Regions from separate parts of the Capra hircus genome. Here region 2 is linked to region 1. The links are chromatin contacts, called in public Hi-C maps. All regions are on one chromosome and are shown on one strand. Each heading gives the region's core, a stretch centred on a gene start, on an enhancer-like site or on the middle of the called end of the contact. The rest is flanking DNA. Distances are from core to core; before and after follow the strand shown. Region 1 overlaps MKL1 (MKL/myocardin-like protein 1). Region 2 overlaps MKL1 (MKL/myocardin-like protein 1).

What was found. A called contact is a pair of places that touch in the nucleus more often than the background predicts.
Region 2: a Hi-C map of blood shows a contact between it and region 1, with 1.8 times the contacts expected there. The contact joins two enhancer-like sites. A contact is called at or near these places in 2 of 5 Hi-C or Micro-C datasets (both in blood).

The regions. Positions count from the first base shown.
Region 1 is chr5:110,669,587-110,673,408 of ARS1.2, reverse strand. It overlaps MKL1 (MKL/myocardin-like protein 1), which reads left to right. Exons shown (of 14, transcript XM_018048804.1): 3 at 3,049-3,104. Among named protein-coding and RNA genes, the nearest start is that of SGSM3, 53 kb to the right of the region's middle. Within about 2 kb of position 1,823, at least 3 of the 5 cell types and tissues checked have an H3K27ac peak or open chromatin away from gene starts, as enhancers often do.
Region 2 is chr5:110,715,697-110,719,518 of ARS1.2, reverse strand. All of the region lies in intron 1 of MKL1 (MKL/myocardin-like protein 1), which reads left to right. Among named protein-coding and RNA genes, the nearest start is that of MKL1, 40 kb to the left of the region's middle. Within about 2 kb of position 1,623, at least 1 of the 5 cell types and tissues checked has an H3K27ac peak or open chromatin away from gene starts, as enhancers often do.

The sequences.
Region 1 (3,822 bases), core at 574-3,073:
AACGGGCCTCAGAAGCGCCTTCTAGGAGTCCTGACGAGAGGGGCCATCGCCCCATCCTCCTTTGCCTTCCTGGAAGTGGCTCTCGAATTCACTGAACTTGCTCTCAGCAGAATTAGACATGGGGAGCGCAGAGTGGGCTCTTCAGGGGCTGACAGAGTCCTACTCACCTGTCACCTGGGTTGGAGTCCACTACCCGGTGAAAGGCCTCACAGGTCTCTGCAGTGTTAGTTTCCTCATGGGTAGATTGGAAGAGTGGTACCTGCCTTGTGGTTGTTAAGATTCAATGAGATTCTAATGTTATAAAATGAAGCTATCTTTGGGGATCAGTGATCATTGTGTGAATTTTTTGCGGGGGTCTTCATTTCTGGTTCTTTTGCTCAAGCTCTGAGGAACTGAGAAGCTACTCTGGTCTTCTCATTGCCCTCCTGGCTCACCTCCTGGTATCAGTGCTGGAGGCTGCACCTTCAGCCTCATGTGAGCTCATCTTTCTGACCGTGGCTCTGTGACCTGCAGTCACTGCAGCCCTCCTCTGAGCCTCCCTCCCAGCGGTTTGTGCTCAGCATGGTGGTCAAGCCGGCCTTGCCACACCGCCTGCCCTCTGCCCTGTTTCTCAGCCTCCCTGCCTCCACATCCAGTGGGGCCATCCTTCTCCACCTTCTGAAGAAATTAAGCAACCAGCCCAGAGGAGAGAAAGAACGCCGGCCTGAGGGTGAGAGAGGATGAGGTTAAGGACCTTACTCTGCCACTCGCTGCCTTTCCTCCCGTTTCTGAGCCTGCCCACGGCTGTCAAACGGCACTGCACGCCACGTGGAGTCACTGGGAACATTCGACTGGACAGCACTTCAGAGTGTCCAGAATGGCACGCCACAGCACCTCGCTGGCATGAAAATGGAGCCGCACAGGAAGTCAGCTGCCCCTGGCGCGCGTCCCCACTCCCTACCGCACATGTGGAGGGCCTGAGGGCAACACAGGCCTTTGCGGTCAGGAAAGTGTGCGCAGCGTGAGCTGGCGCTCCAGAGGCTGGGTGTGTGCCTGCCCGGGGCAGCAGAGTAGGCTCTGGCGCGGCCGGCACCAAGACTGGTGCAGAAACTCGCTAGCCCCTGTGGGGATCTAACCCAGGGCCCAGCCGGATCACCGTGCAGGATGCCAGCAGCACCCTACCCGCGGTGGTGAGGGCGCCCCGGGCCCCAGAGCGCTGTCGCTCGACATGGGGATTCGGAAGTGGGCGGAGTCCACTCTGCAGAAGATGAGAGCCAGAGCGCAGGCGATCCCCCCGTCACGCCAGCAGCGACAGGAACACGGACGTCCTCATTTTCTGTTGGGGACCCCTGCGAGGTTTCGAACCCAGATGAGAGCTTAATCCTGGCTGCTCAAGGGGAAGTTCAGAGCTCATAGAGTCCTCCAGGGCGCAACTGTGTCCATTCCACGTGGAATAGCCAGCAGACCACCGAATGAGCCATGCGCTGGGTGCCCTCGGCGGCGCCGGGGTTACCATCAGAGAGGAAAGGAGGACACGGGCCCCTGCCGTGCCCGAGGGAACTGGCTGGCAGTAAGTTAGAAAGATACTGCTGAGACTCTCCGGAGTGTCAGACGGCGATGAGCTGTGGAGAAGAAGGCAGAAGGGCAGCCGGGGGCGGGGCGGCGGACACTGAGTTTCCCTCTGCTTCTTGGTCCTTACCGTCCTCTGCAAGAGCACGGCTGTCTGTCACCCCACTCCCAGCAGGGCTCTCGGAGGCTGATGCTGGACTTGCGCCAGCTGTACTCAGCGGAAGCAGATGCAGGCTGGCCTGGTGGCCCGCAGAGATGCCCGGAGCTTCAGACCGGAGCTGGGCGGGCTCTGCGAGCTTGGCGAGGGAGCCTGTGCGCTGCTTTTCCTTAGTGATCGGTTGTTATAAACCTAGAGCGCCCCCTGCTGTTTAGGAGGTGGGGTACTCTCAGCTGACCTTTCAAAAATGATGGTTTCTTTTATATCCTAAGATTTAAAAACTTAAAAAAAAAAACAAACAAACGACTGCGGGGACGTTTGGCACTTCCTTCTGGTTCGGCTGCAGTTGCGGCCCGGCGGGGGGGAAGGGCGGGGCGGGGGGAAGGCGGGTGTGGGGTGGGGGGGGCCCCAGCAGGATGGGGTCAAGTCTGTGCCCTGGCTACCTGTAGCGTCTCCTCACCCTGCTCCCGCACCACAGCCGGCAGCCCCCCCACACCGTCTCACAGCTGCTCTGAAACCTGGGGCAGCAGAACTGAAACTGACCCCCGTCTGGTGAATTTCTTGAAGTGAGCCAGGCCAGCCGTGCCCTGTTCAAGCTCAGGATATCCCCACTCATCATTTGCTGAACTGGCTTCGCAGCGCTGCATTTGTAGAGGGTCCGACTCCGGTCTCCCTGCCCCCAGCATGCTTTGCCGAGTGGCGAGCTGTGGCCCGTGGGGCGGTTGCCCCAGAATAGAGCCGGGTCCCTGACGGGGCTCCAGGGGGGCCTCCTGGTCAGCCGCTGGTTGTGAGCACTGCAGTCAGCCACACAAGCCCGGTGAAGGTCTTAGTCCTTCAAGATGATTTCATGCAAGTTAATGCATGATTTTCAATGCAAGTTAATTTTAGCAGCACTGTTACCACCAGCTGAACCGAGGAAGGACACGGCACCGAGTAGATGTACGTCCTTTTGGTTGGGCTGCCTCAGTCACAACGTTTGGTCGTGTGGTGATCCCTGATGAGGCTGAAGGAGGACAGTGGGGGCGCCTGGCTTGCAGGCATACTCTGTGTCCCCGTCTTCCAGGGCTGGCAGCTCCGTAAGGGTTGTGTTAGGGCTATGTTCCGTGGGTGCACCTTAGCAGTGGCCATTCCCCATGAGAATGGAATCACCAGGATTGTAGTGATGGGGCAGCTGAGCCGTAAAGAAGCGTGCTTACTCAGGTGCCACTTTCTCCTTCCCGTCAGCCGACGTGAACAGTGCTGCTGAAGTGAACCTGAATCAAGACGCCTCTCCACTGTGAGCTATAGCAGCAGGCCTGATGCTTCACTCTGATGTAATTATTGTACGGTTCTTCTCCCAACAGCTTTGAAAAGTCCAGCTGCGTTTCATGAGCAGAGAAGGAGCTTGGAGCGGGCCAGGGTAAGGCATCTTTCTTCCAGGGACCCTCACCATGAGCCCCATCAGAGCCCATTGTGCTGCCGCCATCTTCCCTCCAGTCTGGCGTGGTCCCCAGGGTCCGCCCCGGCCTCACAGTTCCAAACAGAAAGCTCTGCCTTTCCGCTTCGTCCCACCCCAGTGTCTGGCAGCCTGAAGGATTAGACCATGATCAGAAGGAGTGTCTTCCTCTGGTACATCCAAGGGTGTGTCATGGGTGCCAGCCTCCTCTGGGTTTGGAGACCGCTGGTATTTTCCACGCTTGGATTCCACTTGGCCTTTGGTGGCTGTTAGGACGTAAACACCGGCCACGGGAAGGCTTGCTGAGTGGCGGTCGCTCCATGTCTGGCTGCACTGCTCTCGTGACTCCAGGTGAGCCTGGAGACCTCCCTGTTCCCTGAGCAGCCAGGGTCCACTGCAGGCCGTGGAAGCAGAAGCTGGGCCCCTGGGCGCCGGCTCACGCTGCCGCACCTGGCTTGCTGCTCTGTCCCCCTCGGTTTCAGTTCCCCCAGGGGCCTCAGGGGTGGTCTGCTGCCTGGCGTGGGTGGAGAGGAGGAAGTGGCCAGAGTGTGCTTCCCCCTCTCGGCCCGGCACTTTTTCTTTTATGTAAAAGTCAAGGGAGGGGGACCTCCGCAGATGGAGGCTCGCAGGCTGCCCGGGGCCACAGCTCTGTCAGATTCTGAATCGCTTACCTCCAGGGCTC
Region 2 (3,822 bases), core at 374-2,873, 46 kb before region 1:
TATTTCTTTTTAAATATCCTAGGAAGTGTTGATACTTTCTTTGCAGTAGAGTCTTGATAAATTTTTTTTTGATCATTGAATAATATCAGTCTCAGGTTAAGATGTTTGATGGACTCTAGTCTTTTTAAAATTATGAAGCATTGCAAATTGGAATTGACTCTCTGAATATAAGGAGTTCAATAAACTCACTATCTTAGGGTTCTTCCTGGTGATCCACTGGTTTAGACTCTGAGCTCATAATGCAGGGGGCATGAATTTGATCCCTAGGCAGGGGACTAAGATCCTGCATGTTACAGGGGATGGCAGTAAATAAATAAATAAACTCAGCATCTTAGAGGGCTAAAGCTTCTTCCAGCTAGCACGTCACAGACACCGTGTAGTTCAGTGGCCGCCCCGTGTGTACTGTCCTCAGATTGGGCCTCATGTGTGTCTGTATCGACTAGAGAATTGACGTCTGTGACAGAAAACATGTCACCCTGGTGAGTGAGTGGCCACCGAGCACCCTGAATTCCAGGGAAAATGTCTGGAATTGCAGAAGAATTAACATGCAGTATACTCTTGCTTCAGTGGAGAAAAGTGAAGGGAGATAACTTTGTGCTTGAGGAGTTCTAGCAGCTTTTGACTTTGAAAAATATGAAGAATCAGAGACATATGATAAGAATCAAAGACAATGAAGTAATGAGAAAGAGCCAGCAGAAATGTAGTTTGACATCGGGTAATAGGTTTTCCCGTGGAACTGTGCCCGCCAGTTTATAATATGGGCAGCTTGTTTGGCTGGTGGCATCTGGGCTGCTGAGGAAGAGCAGATGGTAGTATGTGATAGGCTAGCAGAGACTCTTGGATTCCTTGCCTCATTGGCTCAGCACCCCACTACCTAAAGGGAAGAACCTGCCTTTGTGGTTTCTTTAGGCTCGTGTTGCTGATACACAGCGCAACCTGGAGACTTTGAAGCTGAACGGAGCACGGTGGGGATGTCAGTGGTTCGGAAGCTTCTCTAGCTGCTGCCTTCCCTGTGCCCTAATGACAGGAGGAGCCTGGAGGAAACTAGCTGCAGAAAGAGGGTCCTCTGTAGCATGAGGCGGGCAGAAAGATCCCAGGGTTCCCTGGAAGGGTGACAGTTAGCTCCAGAGCACTGTCTGTATAAAGAAGACTGTAAACCACTAAAGAGAGAAAGAGGCATAAAAGTGCGGTACTCTTTCTGTTTATAAATGTAGACTTTTACTTCCGTTTAAAAAAAAATGTAAACGGTACTTGAAATTCTTCTGTTTGGGCTGAAGTATCACTGCCTGGTTTCACTGAAGAGGGAAATTTAAGGAGGAAGATTTAAATAAAATCCTTTGGGCCTTACAGTCTGGGGTCCCAAGGGAAGACAGTTTCTTTTTGTGTCGTACAAAGTCATTTGTAAAAACTAAACATTTTTAAAAAGATGGTTAAAACATTTTTGAGTATGTGATTGTAGGAAGGTTGCAGCCTCTTATTTTTTCCCTTGAGAAGCATGTGTGCCTTTCACCTCAAGGCGTCATCGCTCAAAGGCACATGCAGTTAGAAAACTCTTCTGTCTTGGCCTTTCTGCTTCAGAAAGCGGCGCTCATGGCCCCGGTCAGCCTGCTCCCCAGCGGCGTGCCGACTGCTTATCCGTGCTCTTCGTTGTCTCTATCTTTGCATGACTCAGTGTTAGTCAGAGTCCAAACGAAGGGATCCCAGGGGAGATTGTGACTGGCTCCCTTTTTTGGGTGATAGCTTTCATTTAATTTACTCGGTCATGTAATGTAGGCAGATATTAAGTTTGAGAAATCCTAAAGGAATTCCTAAAGGAATGTCACTTCCAAGCACAACATCTTTGTAAGAAAACAGTTGTGAATTCACTAAAATGTGAATTTAGTTAAACAGATTTTTATACCTTGTTCTCCCTATTTTCTGCTCAGAGTAATTTTGTCTCTTTAATGGGAGATCGTGGGCTGCCCTAAAAGTGGAAGACTGAAGTTGAACAACAGTGAAAAGAACCATTTAACATTTTCTGTGCCTGTGGCATACTGATTGTTGATTGATTGTCTCACTAAATTCACCCTAAAACCATATGAATTTGGTGATGTAATCCCCATTTTCAGGAGGGATGAAAGCTCAGAGACGTTAAGTGACTTACTCAAAGCCAGACTGGTGGTAGGTGGTAAAAGCCAGAGTTTGAACAAAGATCTGTCTGGTTCTAAGTGCAAAGCTCTCAGCCTCCCGTCACATTGCCGCTATCATGCTTCAGAGGGTAGAGAATCTCAGTAGATCTCGGACAGAAGGAAAAGCAGCCTGGTTCTCTGGCCTGCTTTGGTGGTTCATTTGCTTACTCTCTGTGTCTCCCCTTCTTCCCCAGCACCTAGCATGTGTATATCGCATACTCCATAAATATTTACTGAAAGAACAAGTGTGTACAATTAACCATGGAAAATGGAAGTGAATGGACATTTTTGTAAAATTTTTGCAACTGTATCCTCTATTTGTAAGTATAGTAAAGTACATCTTAGACTAATATTTATCAGGTTTATTCATGGCACATGCATATATTTGAATAAGAATAAAACATTTACAGTTCTGTATGATCTTCGGAGATTATCAACAGCCTGACCTCTCATTTCCCTCCCCCTAACCATCCTCCCCACTGCTAGTCTTGATTCTCTTTATTTCACACTGCTGTTAGATTGCCCTTTACTTCTCTCTCTCCTCCATTGCCCAAGAAATTATTGTCACATCTTTGCTTTTGTGCTCCCTTTGATTGCAATTCCTTTCCACATCTTTTTGGTTTGACTTTAAAAACAAAACAAAGCAGAACATTCAGGTCTTGGCTTGCGTGTCTTCTCTGAGTCCTTCCAACCTAATTAGTTCCCCTCTTTATGTTCCTGTCAGAGCACTTGTCGTGCTGATGATTGTAGAACTGGGTACACATCTGTCTGTTTCTTTGAACAGCCTGTATTGTAAGCTCCATGAGGAGGGTGCATAGAATGTTTTTACGGCTGTGTCATGGTGCCTGGTTCCTGGTAGGCAGATAGTAAATATGGAATGAAAAATAAACAAACGGTGTAGCTGGCACAGTTCTCCCATACATCTTATGGAACCGTTCCACTTTAGAGATGGAGCCTCTCAGCTCCAGCCCCTCCCGTTTAGAGATGAGGAGGATGCCCTGCAGTCCTACAGCTAAGTAAGTAAGAATTAGCTGCACAGCTGAAACCAGAGCTCCCGAGTTCCAGCCCAGTGTCCTTTCTTTCTTTGGATTTTTTTGCTTTTTATAAAGGCAGTAGTTGTTTAATGTGGAAAATTTAGAAGATACGGATAAACAAAAGGGAAAAGTAGAAAATAAAAACATCCTATTCCCACCACCATCCAGGCGTGTTTATCTGTGTGTTCTATAACTGTGCAATGACAGCAGCTTGCATTTGCCGAATCTTGTGTTTAGAACAGGCACTGTCATAAGGGCTTTGTAGGTATTTCATCATCTATGATAGCACCCCTATGGGATGAATACTGTTATCCCCATTTTCCAGATGAGGAAATAAGGTGTACAGATGTTATCTCAACGTCATACAGCTGGAAAGTGGTAGAGAGAGACAAGATTTAAACCCAAGCAGTCTAGCTCTAGAGCTTATATTCTTAACTCTTATATTCTTAACTATGATTCCATTCTGCCTCTATGCATATTATTTCACAATCTTTTTTTTTTTTAACTGAGATCAGTGTATATACAGTAATGGGCATCCTTTCTAGGAGTATAGTTTAGTACATCTTGGTAAAAGGCAAGCAACAACCACAACCAAGAGATAGACTATTTCCGTCAAAAAT